3 separate regions of the Mus musculus genome follow, and regions 2 and 3 are each linked to region 1. Evidence: chromatin contacts called from public HiCAR-type and HiChIP or PLAC-seq data. All regions are on one chromosome and are shown on one strand. The core of a region is the stretch at or near the end of the contact, and the rest is flanking DNA. Distances in the headings are between cores, read along the strand shown.

Evidence for each region. HiCAR-type assays count read pairs that join an accessible place to other places. HiChIP or PLAC-seq counts read pairs in DNA pulled down with a chosen protein or histone mark.
Region 2: a contact with region 1 is called in a HiCAR-type map of astrocytes, with 6 times the contacts expected there. The contact joins the promoter of Naf1 here to the promoter of Tmem192 in region 1. A contact is called at or near these places in 2 of 39 promoter capture datasets (hippocampal neurons and pre-B cells), 7 of 484 Hi-C or Micro-C datasets (CD4 T cells, CD8 T cells, LSK cells and 4 more), 7 of 115 datasets of contacts at active chromatin or transcription factors (astrocytes, double positive thymocytes, effector CD8 T cells and 4 more) and 1 of 9 other capture datasets (adipose tissue).
Region 3: an H3K4me3 HiChIP or PLAC-seq map of pro-B cells shows a contact between it and region 1, with 22 times the contacts expected there. The contact joins the enhancer-like site here to the promoter of Tmem192 in region 1. A contact is called at or near these places in 4 of 39 promoter capture datasets (cranial neural crest, embryonic stem cells, hippocampal neurons and 1 more), 2 of 15 datasets of contacts at CTCF or cohesin (large pre-B cells and pro-B cells), 6 of 484 Hi-C or Micro-C datasets (B cells, the N1E-115 cell line, Th1 cells and 3 more) and 13 of 115 datasets of contacts at active chromatin or transcription factors (the SCID.adh cell line, astrocytes, bone marrow-derived dendritic cells and 8 more).

What each region holds. Positions count from the first base shown.
Region 1 is chr8:64,945,047-64,949,588 of GRCm38.p6, reverse strand. Tmem192 (transmembrane protein 192) reads right to left here and starts at 2,404. Exons shown (of 6, transcript NM_028427.3): 1 at 2,256-2,404. The coding sequence starts at 2,282.
Region 2 is chr8:66,857,730-66,862,271 of GRCm38.p6, reverse strand. It overlaps Naf1 (nuclear assembly factor 1 ribonucleoprotein), which reads right to left and starts at 2,055. Exons shown (of 8, transcript NM_001163564.1): 1 at 1,226-2,055. The coding sequence starts at 1,905.
Region 3 is chr8:66,435,996-66,440,537 of GRCm38.p6, reverse strand. The region is part of intron 7 of Marchf1 (membrane associated ring-CH-type finger 1); the gene reads right to left. Among named protein-coding and RNA genes, the nearest start is that of Tma16, 48 kb to the left of the region's middle. Within about 2 kb of position 1,782, at least 59 of the 459 cell types and tissues checked have an H3K27ac peak or open chromatin away from gene starts, as enhancers often do. A contact at or near this core is called in bone marrow-derived dendritic cells, bone marrow-derived macrophages, pre-B cells and 1 more, where this site is marked.

The DNA of each region.
Region 1 (4,542 bases), core at 1,155-3,654:
TCTATCTTCTTACAAGTCTCCCCCCACCCCACACCTAGGACCTCATGTGTGTTACACAACTGCTCTAACACTGAACTACATCCCCAGAACCTCAAATCATTCCTTCACTTCCTCTATTTTGGTCTGTAACTCCCTAAGGCCAAGGGTGACCTTGAATTTAAGATTCCCTCCCCTTACTTCCTCAGTGCTGGGACCACAGGTGTGTGCTACCATGCCTGGTTTATGTGGTGCTAAAGACTGAGCTCAGGGTTGTGTGGATGCTAAACGAGCAAGAACTCTACCACGTTCGCCCAACCCATTGCCATGACTTATGATCGAGTGAGTTACTACCAAAGAACTCAGCTATTGTTTTGACCTCAATACTGTCTCTTCATTTTCTTCCCCCAGTAACTGCTTCCTTTGGGGACTTGATGTCTATGCTGTATTAAGCCTTACTGGGACCCAGGTATAGTGGCATGTGCTGTTTATAATCCCAGCATGTAGGAGGCTTCAGGAGGAGGATTACTGTAAGCCAGGGGCTAGCCTGAGTTACCTAGTATGAGCCTGTAAAAAAAAAAACAAAAAAACAAAAAACAAAAATCCATGTGGGAATATCTTTAAATATTTCCCCTCTCCCTCTCTTGGTCTGATGGTAGTCATACAACAAAAGGCCGTTTGTAGACGACAGATCTCAGGTAAGGAAACAGCAGCATATTCAAGTTGGGGTACATTCTGTGAAGGTGTGTCTCTGTGTTTCCAATTGCTAATTCTGGACCAGCAGAGAGCTAAATGCTGGCAGAATCCTGGTCTTGCCATTTCTACAGCCCATTACTGGGTTTCTATTTTGTAAATATTCATTCTCCCCATCTGATCTAGAATCGTATCTGATTGGCTGTAATAAGGAGAGGAGAGACAAGAGCTAGGCAGGAAGTGGAGGGTGGCTTTTCCAGGAGAGAAAGGGATTCTGGGAGAAGAAATCAGAGGTGAGGGATTCAGCCAGCAGACAAGGGGGTAAACAGGACCAGAGCTGAGCAGAGAGGTAGAGGTGGCCATATGGCATGACATAGTGCCAGGATTAGTCTGGTTAGGGCAGCTACAAGACTGCCCTCCATGAGAGGCCTAAGTATTAAGTTTCCAAGTAGTAGTTGCTTTCCCATTTTCTCAGTTGAAAAATAACTAGATTAGTCCTGCTGTTAGAAACATATTTCATCAAGAAAATGTAACTAGCTACATCATCCTAGCATTAAAATGGGTTGAGTCAGGGAAGATAGGCAAATCTGAGGCCAGGTTAGGCTATATAATGAGTACCAGGCCAGCTAGGGCTACATAGCAAGTCTTAAATAAACAAATAAATAAATAAATGACTGCAGGACCCAAACACACAAGAATCTAAGCCCTTACAGTTCTGGAACCTTGCTATTATTAATTATTATTATTATTATCATTATTATTATTATTATTTTGATGTACTTTTATACTAAGACCATGATAATGTTTTTATTAGTTATTAGCTCAGGTCACTGTGCTAAGATAATGTCAGCCTTGCATTTCTCAAGGGCAGGAATTGTATTATGCCACTGGACAAAACAGTTTGTTCTGGAAACAAACGCATGTTTCCTCCCAAAGTGTTTCCCCCGCCCCACACCCAATTTCAAATAAATCAGTGTCTTAATGAGCTTGCAAACTCAAGATTTTTGCAACTGTATTATTCTATAATGGCTACATCATGAACTGGGCAACCGAATACTTTTTTTTTTTAAAGCAACCAAGCACTGTTCCTATCATGCCTACATTCAAAACAGCACATGATAACTGTTATGCGCCAATCTGCGTTTCCGGGAGATGAGAGCTACAAGTCCGCCCGAGGGATGCTGGAGGTTAGAGTCACTCCAAGTTCCGGGTGCTCTCCGACCAACGCAGGAGGGCCCACAGAAGCCGGGTCACCCGGGCTTGCAAGCCCGCCTGTCAGTCTCTCCCAGGAAGGACAGATCAAGCCAGCTCGCATCACGTGAAGCTCCCATTTCCGGAACCAAAGACGCGCACTGCACGTGAGCCGCCGAGTGAAGGGTCCCGCACGCCCACCCTGCCGTGTCCCTCCGATCGTTCAGGAAGACGTTCCCGGGGTCCGCGGTCCCCGCCCGTCGCGTCACCCCGCACCCTGCGTCCCCGATGGTCGAGCCGCTGCGGCTCTGGTTAGCTCCTAGCCCGCAGTCTCCGCCCCCTGAGCCCAGCACAGGAAGCCGAATGGCGGGGACAGGGCTCGGCGCCTCACTCACGTCCTCCAGCCGGCCGGCCGCCGCCATGACCCGCCGTCGCGGGCCGATGCCCCGCCAGCCTGACCTCTCCACCAGCGCCCGGGCGCCGACGGCCCGGGACAGTCGCACCTACTAGGACCTGCGCGCCCCGCCTCGGACACACCCACTCTGCGCTCGCCCCGCCCCGGCCGCCGAAGGCCACGCCCCTCCACCTAGATCAGCCGATCAGCAGCCAGGGGCGTGGCCCCCCCTGCAGACTCCAGCTTTGAGCTGCAGTGTAGCCCAGGCGGTTGTTTTGGGGTTTCCCCTAAACTGTTGCTTCATCCATTTATCAGAGATTTGGAAATTAAAGGATGAATTTCTCGAGCAACCATTTAAACCAAGTAAACTACTTCTCTTTAGAATATTAACTTATTTCTGTTGGCGCAATTTTTGTTTGCAACAATATAGATAGCTCTGTTTGGAAAAAGACGCAGTAAAAATCGCAATTCCACCTGTAGAGGGACTTAATTAGAATAGATTCCAATTTCTATAACACGATTTACAGATGTCTCCACAGGAAATTTCTGTAGTTTTTTTTTTTTTTTAAGGTATTCTGTTTCTGTTTTCCCCTTCCCCATCTCTTCTTTTTCTGTCCTTTGATTATTTTTGGTTTCAGTTTTGTTTTTATGAGACAGGGTTTCTCTACATAGCGCTACGTGTTCCGGAACTCACTATGTAGACCAGACTGAACCCTCGGAGATTCGCCTGTCTTTGTTGCCTAGTGGAATGCTCGGATGAGCCGCCACACTTGACCCAAGATTAAGTCAGTTCTTCCACTATGTGAATCCTGGACTTGACAGCAAAAGCCATTCATTGCCCAGTCCTCATTTTTGTAAAAATTAAAACAAAGTCTCAAGTAGCTCACACTGACCTAGAAATTGATGTGCACTGAAACGGGCCTTCAGTTCCTGATCCACTTGCCTTCACACAGTGAAATCTGGCATCGCTAGTGTGCATCATCGCAACGGATGAGTTGTTTTGTTTTATATACAAAGTATTTTTAAAATGCTTTTATTTTATGCATTTCAGTGTTTTATTTGCATGTGTGGCTATGCACTGTGTGTGTGCCTATTGCCCAGGGAGGCCAGATGAGACACTGGAGTTAGACAGTGGTTCTGGGAATCAAACCCAGGTTTTTTTTGGAAGAGTGGTTAGTGCATTTAAGCACTGAGCCATCTCTGCAGGCCAAGTTTTAAACACACACACACACACACACACACACACACACACACACACACAGAATCCAACTGGGGAAGTGGGTGTGGTGGCACACACCTGTAGTCCCAGGTCTTAGAGGAGACAAGAGAATCGTGATATCAAAGCCAGGCTTTGCTTTATAGTGCGTTAGAGGCAAGCCTGGGTTACACGAGATATCTCATGAAGAATGAAGAGAGATTTGAGGAAGAGTCCTCAAGGTCTGTGGTTGAAGAGGAATTGGAAGGCAAAGATGTCATCAACGCCGAGCAGACTGGGCCCCAAGGACAGTGACTAGACTTGTCCATTGGAAAGAATGCCTGTCCTCGTGTCCTGGAACAGCTAGCTGAATCATGTTGGCTCCTTCCTCTCTACAACCAGCTTCTCCACAGACCCTGGGAAGGAACAGCCCTGAAATCCTCAAAGGACATTTCCTTATGTACTGCACACTTTTAACTGGCCTTTACTCTTTTAAATGAGCATTTACTGGCGTCTGTTAATTATATGTAATAACAGGTTTCATTATGGCATTCTCATACGTGTGTGTATAAGGTATTTTAGTTATATACAGCGCCCGTTGCCTTCTCTTGCCCCCTCCCACTCATTCCCTTTCTTTTCCCAGCTAGTCCCCTTTCTGATTGCAAGGCAGCAATGTGAAATGTGTGTGTGCATGCTTGAGCATGTGCCTGTTTGTGTGTGATGTAATGAGTGTAAGATTACATACTTACAGGATCATGTGTCACTTAACAATCCCTCCCTCTCTCTCACTCTCCTCTCCCTCTCCCCCCTCCCCCTCTTTCCCTCTCCCTCTCCCTCCCTCTCCCCCTCCCCTCTTTCCCTCTCCCTCTCCCTCTACCCCTCCCCCTCCCCCTCCCCCCTCTCCCTCCTTGATTAATTCTTTATTAAGAATATAGAAAGTCAGGCCATTGAGTGGCTTAGCAGGTAAAGGTGCTTACTCTGAAAGCCTGACCTGATGACTTTCGTTCAATCCCCTAAACCCATGAAAAGTAGCAGGAAAGTGTTAGAGAGATGACTCCGCAGTTAAGAACACTGGCTGAGTTCAATTCCTATC
Region 2 (4,542 bases), core at 806-3,305, 1.9 Mb before region 1:
GAAGCACAATATGTGCATTGCTCATGGAGCTAGGCTTGGGTGCACAAACTGGAATGAAGAGATGTCTGTTCACATCTCCCCAGAAAAAGTCACACAGCGATTATCAAACACTTGAAATGAATGGTTCTATTAACAAAACATTATCTACCTAGCACACAGGTAGTATCCTCTGCCACACGGGTCACAAGTCAATTCCCAATACTACTGACTGTATCCCATGCTTCCTTTCCAACTCTGGCTCCTGATCGACCCCCTGTATCTGTTCCCCAATAGTGCAGGCTCTGCTTACAAGATGACTACCATCTTAGAACTGCCAAAAAACCAAGCTGTTCATAATTGGCTTAGCTCCCTCCACCAATCTCTTCACACCTTCTCCTTTTTGTAGAAACCATTCTCCCTTGCCTCTCTCAGTGGTTTCCTAAAAGTGTTCCATCTCCCGAAACCCCCTCACCCCATGCTTACTCAAACATTTGTAGTTTGATAGCCTTCTATGTTCTGGGCCTTCTTCCACAAATGAACAACACACAGAGGAAATGTCTGTGTAAAGCACAGAGCCCCAAATACCAAGAAACTGGTTTGCAAATTTCATAGAACCCAGCTCCCTATGAAGAGTCTACAGAATACCATTAACTGTCAAGAAGCAACTTGTAGAGAACAGTAGTGGATGGTTGTACAACCCTGCACTTGGGAGGGTGGAGACAGGAGGACCAAGGAGTTCAACGTCAGCCTCCCAGGCTACAGACCAGTCTGGGCTACACCAGATCCTCGCTGGAAAGGGGGGCAATGAAGTTTGAAACATAAGGTAATCCTGTTCCTGACCCTTAACTCCTGAGGTCTCAAAAAAGTAGTCTCGACGAAAAACGTAGCAATTCTGAACTGAAACAAGAGTCAGAATTTCTAACCCCAATGCACATGTTAAACTGAGTTCCTATGGTAATAACATAGCAGAGTAATTTTACAAATAATCTACCAACGTCGAGGCTTCTACACTGCAAACATGTGACTAACTTCACGTGTAACTTTGGGGACTATCACGTTTGGAAAGGAAGCGGGAACTCCTAGAAGTAGCTGGGACCATGGGAAGCACTCCGGCGAGCCCGGGGTCCCAGCTCCCAGAGAGCACGTGGCACGGAGCTCGGCTGCGCCGCCCCGCAGAGCACGCCCGCGCGCCCCGCTCCCCAGGCCCCGTGTCCCCGGCCCCCCTCCGGCCTCTCGTGCACTCGACCTGTCCGAATCCGAGTCCGAGGAGTCCGAGGCCTGCAGCACTGGCGGCGGCTCCGCGGCGTTCCGGCCGGTGACCCAGGCCCCGCCCGGCGGCGGTGGTCTTCCGCCCGCATCCCAGTTCAGGGCTGGCAGCGGCGGAGTCGGTCTTCCGCCGGGATCCGAGTTCGGGGCTGGCGGCGGTGGTGGTCTTCCGCCCGCATCCCAGTTCGGGGCTGGCGGCGGCGGTGGTCTTCCGCCGGGATCCGAGCTCGGGGCTGGCGGCGGCGGTGGTCTTCCGCCGGGATCCGAGTTCGGGGCTGGCAGCGGCGGTGGTCTTCCGCCGGGATCCGAGCTCGGGGCTGGCAGCGGCGGTGGTCTTCCGCCGGGATCCGAGTTCGGGGCTGGCAGCGGCGGTGGTCTTCCGCCGGGATCCGAGCTCGGGGCTGGCAGCGGCGGTGGTCTTCCGCCGGGATCCGAGTTCGGGGCTGGCAGCGGCGGTGGTCTTCCGCCGGGATCCGAGCTCGGGGCTGGCAGCGGCGGTGGTCTTCCGCCGGGATCCGAGCTCGGGGCTGGCGGCGGCGGCTGCACCCCCGGCGGCGGGGCCTCCCGGCGATCCTCAGGTGGCTGCGGTGCTGCCGACCCCTGGCCGGAGCCGCCGAACTTGAGCGTCTGCAGCTGCGCGGCGGCCTCCACCACCTCCATGGCGCCGCCCGGGCCGCAGAGCAGCGCGAGGGTCTCCTCAGAAGCCAAGCTAGCCAACTCGGCCACGCTGAAGCCCGCGCGTTTCTCAGGTAACCGCACGCGGACCGACCTGAGGACACGCCCCCGGCATCATTCACGGGACTTCCGGGAGGGCCGGTGACGTCATGAACGAGACGCCGGTTCCCAGGGGCTGAAGGATTCCAACTATGGAGGAAACTTGGCTTCCGCGCGGTCCTAAGTCCGCCAAGTTCACTGCTTCTGGTGAACTGTGCTGCTCACTAAAGCGAGGGCTTCCAGGCGTGGTGGGAATGAATGAGGATTATAGTACTAGTTTCTGTACTTGAGAATCTTGAGTCAGAACGTCTTCAAAAGACGCTTTTAGTAATTTATCTTGAAAGTTAAATGAAAATAAAACCACATTTACATTCTCACCGTGAGAGAAAAAACAATACTTTTCTTTCTCCAGTATATTGAAAAGACAAGAGTTGTAAAGGATTTTACTGATAATGTTATGGCAGGGCTATATCATAGTTGATGCTGCTTCATAGGAAGTGTGGGGTGACTCTAAAATGTAGCATTTTAATCTGGAGATCTTTTCGTCAGATTGTAAGGCACTCAAGCACCAAGTTCTTAAGACTTGGGGAGTTATCGCCAGGTGTTGGTGCATGCTTTTATTCCCAGCACTCAGGAGGCAGAGGTAGGTGGATCTCTGTGATTTTGATGCCAGCCTGGTCTACTGAGCTAGTTCCAGGACAGGCCAAGACTACAAAAGAAGATTTAGGAAAAGATCAAACTTTTCTGGTTTTCTGGGTCTTCAATTTGATGCATCAATGTCTCACCTAATAATATTGCAACAACTTAGTAGGCATACATATTCATGAAGGACTATGTAAAATTTTATATGTTATTTACTGACAATTGATTGTAGGAGCTCCATAGAAGACTCTCAGTTAAAGTAAAAGAAGAAGCAATCCAGGCATTCCTGCACATTACAATGCTTACAATCCAATGTGAGTTTTAAAAGCAAAGGTGAATCCTTGGCAGAGAATTGAAGTATAGAATAGACTGTTCAAAGGCACAACAATGGAAAGTTAAAATTGGTGGGCTGTGTCCTGGAAACCCTTCCAGATGAAATAGAAATCCAAGACGGTAGGTACTAAGGCAATATTTCCCAAGTAAATACTCATATCCTAAAACCCCAATTCTATCATTTTTCTTGAAATATGCAACCGGGTGTAACTAAATCTTACTTACCTGTAGAATACAGACAAAAATACTATCTCATTTAGTTTATAGAACATTAAATAAGATGGTATAGAGAAGCAAGACTTGTCTAGCATGCATTCATTGTACAGATACCCCTGCAAAGTGAACCAAAGCATGGATTTATGAATAATATGTATCATTGATAATGACTGATATGTAGAGATACACAGCTGAATTTTAGAAGAGACAACATGTTATTTAGAATATTTCTGTGGGCAGCAAAATGTTATATTTTTTTCAGAAATTAGATGATTGCAGTCTAAACTAGGGGTTAAGTCAATGAGGTAGAATAAATGACAATTCAAAATCTTAAGACCTTAACAAGGTACTAGAAAATTTGTGACCTAGGAAAGAACAAAGAAGTTGATGTTATCTATTGTACTTGCTGGTTTTGTGTCAACTTGACACAAGCTGGAGTTATCTCAGAGAAAGGAGGAAATGCCTTCATGGGATCCAGTTTTAAGGCATTTTCTCAATTAGTGATACAGGGGGGAGGACACCTCGTAGGTGGTGCCATGCCTGGGCTGGTAGTAATCTTAGGTTCTATAAGAAAGCAAGCTGAGCAAGCCAGGGGAAGCAAGCCAGTAACTAACATCCCTCCATGGCCTCTGCATCAGCTCCTGCTTCCTGACCTGCTTGAGTTCCAGTCCTGACTTCCTTTAGTGATGAACAGCAGTATGGAAGTGTAAGCTGAGTACATTCTTTCCTCCCCAACTTGCTTCCTGGTCATGATGTTTGTGCAGGAATAGAAACCCTGATTAAGACACCTGTAAAACTGGAGAAGTTGAAAAAATGCTAATGACTGTTTAAAATTGACTCAGAAAAAAACATCGTAGTCAATTGAAAATGCTAAAGGAAATTTAAAGATACAAGACAAGCAATCAATAAAGAGTTAGGATCAGAAGCAGAGCTCAAGGAGAATTCCAGAACTCATCTGCTCATTCCAAAATTGTTTACTTAGCATTGTTTTGAGCTATGCACTGCTGTATAGCTTGCTTGTATAAGAAGACTAATGAATCACAATCCTCCTCAGAAGGAATTCATAGTTCAGTAAAAAAGATAAGTTGGAAAACAAGAGATATTTGTGAAGTAGAAGAAGGTAAGAAACTGCAGTGTGCAGTCTGGGAAGTAACGTAACTATAATACTCTCAGTAGCCATAAACCTGGCTCAAGCATATTTCAAAGGTCCTCGCTACAGACCATTTAGCAGTGTGAGGCTGCTGGCCTCAGAGATTTCCAGAAAACAAGACTTCTCCCACACAGATGCAACTTTTTTGAACCTTAAAACAAAGCTAATCCTTCTAAGGAAAGCTCAGACTTTTCTCAGTGAAGCTGATATTTTGTAACTGCCCCACAACAATAAGAGGGAAA
Region 3 (4,542 bases), core at 533-3,032, 1.5 Mb before region 1:
CATAAGATACGCATGCATGCATGCATGCTTGCACATAGATGCTCATGAGCACGCGCGCACACACACACATACACACACACACACACACACACACACACACACACATGCTCTCTCACACACACACAGAGGCATGCATGTATGTACACAGGCATTCACACATGTTTGCATTAATAAGAATGCAATTTAAAACTTGATTATTCTTTATTTCTAGGAATGTGACTGACTGACTTATGCTCCCATTATCATGCCTTCCCTATCACCTTCTCTCTAACTTCAACTTATGAACCAAAACAAACCCTTCTCAAGATGCTTATTTTGTTGGAAATGGTTGTCTTGTCACAGCAACAGGAAGAGTGACTAATTAAGTGGGAGAAAAACGGGAAACGCTCACTTACATATGGGACAGACACTTTTGTGCTAGTATTGGCATCATCCGAAGGGGAACTCTGTTCCATTCTACCATGGTCAAACTCTTCAGGGAGAAATTGGTTTATAATAAGGACAGCCCCAGGAGGCCTCAGGATCTAACACAGGTGTGAGGAATGCCAGAGTGATTTCTCTGGGACTTAGAGAACTTGTGCCTAGATACTCTCTTTCCTATAATGGCCCCTTAGGCTTGCAAATTCCTGTGAGGAATTTTCTAAGACCTGGCAACATTCCCCTTCAATAACAGCTCCACTTTTCTGTCTAATGTTTAAGAGTAATCTTGGGGGCTAGGATTGTGACTCAGTGGGATAGCATTGGCTTGGCATATACAAGGCCCTGGGTTTAATTCTCCGCATGGAAGGTATAAAGGAGAAAAATAATACTTACTCGAGGAACACTTATTTTAAAGCACTTATTTAGTAGTTTATTACATTCTGTTCTTTCCAATTAGAAATTTTATGAAATTAGGTTAACAGTGTTTCCTTCTCTATGTCATTCATTCCTACTTATTACTACGGTTTACTATTTATTAATGAGTTTATTCAATAAGGAACTGTTTTCTCTACTGAAGCATTAGCTGTTGTAGATCACTAGATCCCATCTTGGTGGGAGAAATTACTGCATAGTCTGACCTTATTCTTATAATAGTTTTTAATTAAAAGAAAGCAAAACAAAACTAGAAAATCCCCAAAGATTTGTGTATGGTTGTCCGTGTTTAATCGCAGCAAACTCAGGAAACTGAGGCAGGAGGACTGCCTCAAGTTTGAGGCCAGTTTGGACTGTTATATGAATTCTAGATCAGCCTGGGCTACATACAGAGTGTGACCCTACCTCAGAAAAGCAACCTATCAGGGTGAGTGAGATGGTTCAGTAGGATAGGGTGTCTGCTGCAAAGCCCAGTGACTGGAGTCCAATGTCCCAATCCCACATGGCAGAAGGAGAGAACTGATTCTCATGGTCATTCTGACCTTGACACACGTCCAACAGCAAACATGTGCACATGTGTGCAAGTACACAAACACACACAAAATTAAAAACTAAAAAAATGGTAACCAGTGAAACTAACAGCAAACCACCAAAGAGGCAAAGTTCAATTACCAAGTTGAAAATGGAGCATGGTTCTTTGACATTTCTTTGTAAGTATCTCTGTTCTATTGAAGATCATAAATACCTTCTGATAGACTGTGATACAAGGGGAAGGGGCAGGGAATTTTAGAATATCTTAAACTGGGTAGTACTGTGTGGAACAGAGATTTGGCTGAGGATGTGCCTGAGAAGAAAAGGCCCAGGAAGAGGAACAAGTGTGCAGATGGCCATGAATGCCTTTGCTACTCAGTCAGCATCAAGGAGTACAGAGTTCAGGACTGATGTCGCCTGGCTAGTGGCCAGATAAAAGTGGATGGTATTCCGGGATGTCCTTCATACAATTCTTCTAAAGAAGTTTCACAATGACTACGTGACACAGAAACCGAAACCATGGGGGACACAGATGTAAGCTGACCTCTTCTGGAATAAAGCATGCAAATAGTATGTCTGTCCTTCCTTCTGAGGAGAAGAGGATGGGGAAGCAGAGGGAGGAGGCACAGCTGGGAAAGGTGGCAAGCCCTGCTTCAAGATGGCATTTTCTTTTTGCTGGTGCTGACCTCACCAAATGTGAGGTGAACTCTACAACCTGACTAGTCTCTAAGCTCAGAGTCACAGGAAGAGATGCAGGCCAGCCTGGATGATCTATGCAGAAATAGAAAATAAACTTCAGGCACTTGCAGGCGGGAGACAGGGATGGGAAAGTCTCAGGTCATGCTGGTCAAATGTGCTACAGTCAAGCAAATCTCCAGTTACATTGAACATGGGTTCTCTGGGTCATCAAAGGCCATTTGTGCAGCTGTGAGGGTGATGGGGACAGGAGGGGGAAAACTTCTAACTCCTACAGTATTCCCGAAGAGAGGATGTCCTGATGTGACAGTAGGTCTGCTCAAAGATCACTTCTGCTTTGGAGAACACGGATACTCCTAACGGGTAAACTCCCCTAACTTCCTGTCTTCAGACTAAGTGCATATTTTTAACTGCTCTGAGCCCTCTCACTTCCCTTCTTCTTATTTGTGAGGACAGAAGGTCCCTGTACAGTCCAAACAAACCATGCCCTTCAACTATTGACCCAATACTACTTTCCCATTTATTTTTCACTTGTCTCTCTTGGTACTGACTTCGCCTCTATCATGGAAATTTGTGTCTATGTCTTTTACAATGTTATCATTTTTTTTATCAACTGCCTATTCACTAGAAATAATTTATAAAACATAGAAATGTAAAACAGATAAAAATTACCCCTAATTTCATCTGCAATCTTTATCTTTGTATGTACATTCGAATACGCTGGAATATAAGCAATTCAAACCTTTTAAAATATTCTCATAACTCTGTGTCTCTTTGTTTTGTTTTCTTAGCACTTGAAGGATGGGGTGGGGATTTGGGGAGTTGCTAATGATTCAGAATGTAGAAAAAATGGTCCCTTTGACCTAAGAAGAGAGCAGAGAACTGCAGGAGAGAGTGAGCATATACACAGAGGGAGGCAGTGGTCAGAAGATGATAAGGAGGATAAACCCTTGCAGAGACAGTTGCGTAGGAAACAGTTGGAGAACAGACCAGCAAAGGACCACTCTGGGAGACAGTGTTAAGAGATGATCAGGGAGGAGAAACAAGGGACAAGGGACAGTAAGGCAAAGTGAAGAAGAAAGATAAATATGTATTTCATTTCATAAACAGAATCTACATTTAAATATATACAGATAGCTATGTGATAAGAGATCTGGAGGGGCACAACTGGGAGGGAAGAGGATCAGCAAGACAAGGAGGAGGGATGAGGGCAAGTAGTGAGGAGAGCACGTGCAAGCTGCAATCAATGGTTGGCGTATATGCATGGGAATGTCATAGTGAAACTCAGCATTTTGTATGCTAATTTAAAAGTTAATAAAAATTAAAAACAAGATAAGGACAGGATCTGCACAGGGCTTGAATCCCCTCTCAAAGACCTCCTGTCCTTTCCTAAGACTATTGTGTTGCGTCTCAAGCACATGGTTCCTCATTCTAGCAGAGCTCAGGAATGGAGTCATCCACTGGTTGTCTAACAGAGTATTTCCTTCCATGTTAGCATGCTTCTTCAAGTACATCTCTGCATGGCCAGGATGACACACCCTTTTATGATGCTCTAGGGCCTTTGTACATCCAGAGGCCAACCTGAACTATCTAGAGGAAGGCTTTGGAGATACTATCTCTATTTCTTATAAGGACATGCAAGAAATTAATAATGGGATCTACCTACCCATGCTTTCTGCTTGGATAGACAACAGCTTTATCAAGATATAATTGCTACATAGACTGAATGTATCAAATTGTAGACATTTATAGTTTTAACCTGTTTACTCACTTGTGAACATCAACACAGTCTGTTAAGCTAAACTCGAGGTCACTCTTTGTAGGCTTATGTAACTTTTGACATTGTGACATGGTGTCATTTGCAAACTTCATGCCTGACAAGCACACAATTGAGTTAAAAAAAAAACAAATATGGAAAAAGAAAAATCATGCTGTAAATTTGTTTCTGATTTTCATGTTGGGTGTGTACACAGCTCTCCTAGTCACACTGGTTCCATGGGCATATCTAAGAGCGTAAAGATTTCCTGTTCCCTGTGGTAACCTCTCTCTTTCTTTAAAAAAAAAAAAGATGTATTTATTCTATGTGCATGAGTGTTCTATCTACATGTACAACTGCATGCCAGAAGAGGGTATCAAATCTCATTAGAGACAGTTGTGAGCCACTATATGGTTGCTGGGAACTGAACTCAGGACCTCTGGAGAATCAGTGCTCTTAACAGCTGAGCCATCTGTCCAGCCCTTGTGACCTTTTTTGAGTCTATGCTTTTACTTATTTCTGAGAGAGCACCTCACTGTAGAGTGATCTGTTTCAGAAGTATATGCCACTAGGTCTAGCCCCTAATGCTATGCTCTGTCATAGACATAGAATGATGTAACCCACATTCTTCTTTCTGGCTTCTTTCATTTAACAGAATTTAATGATTACTCATGTTGTGCCATCTATTCAGCCATTGCTGTAGTGCT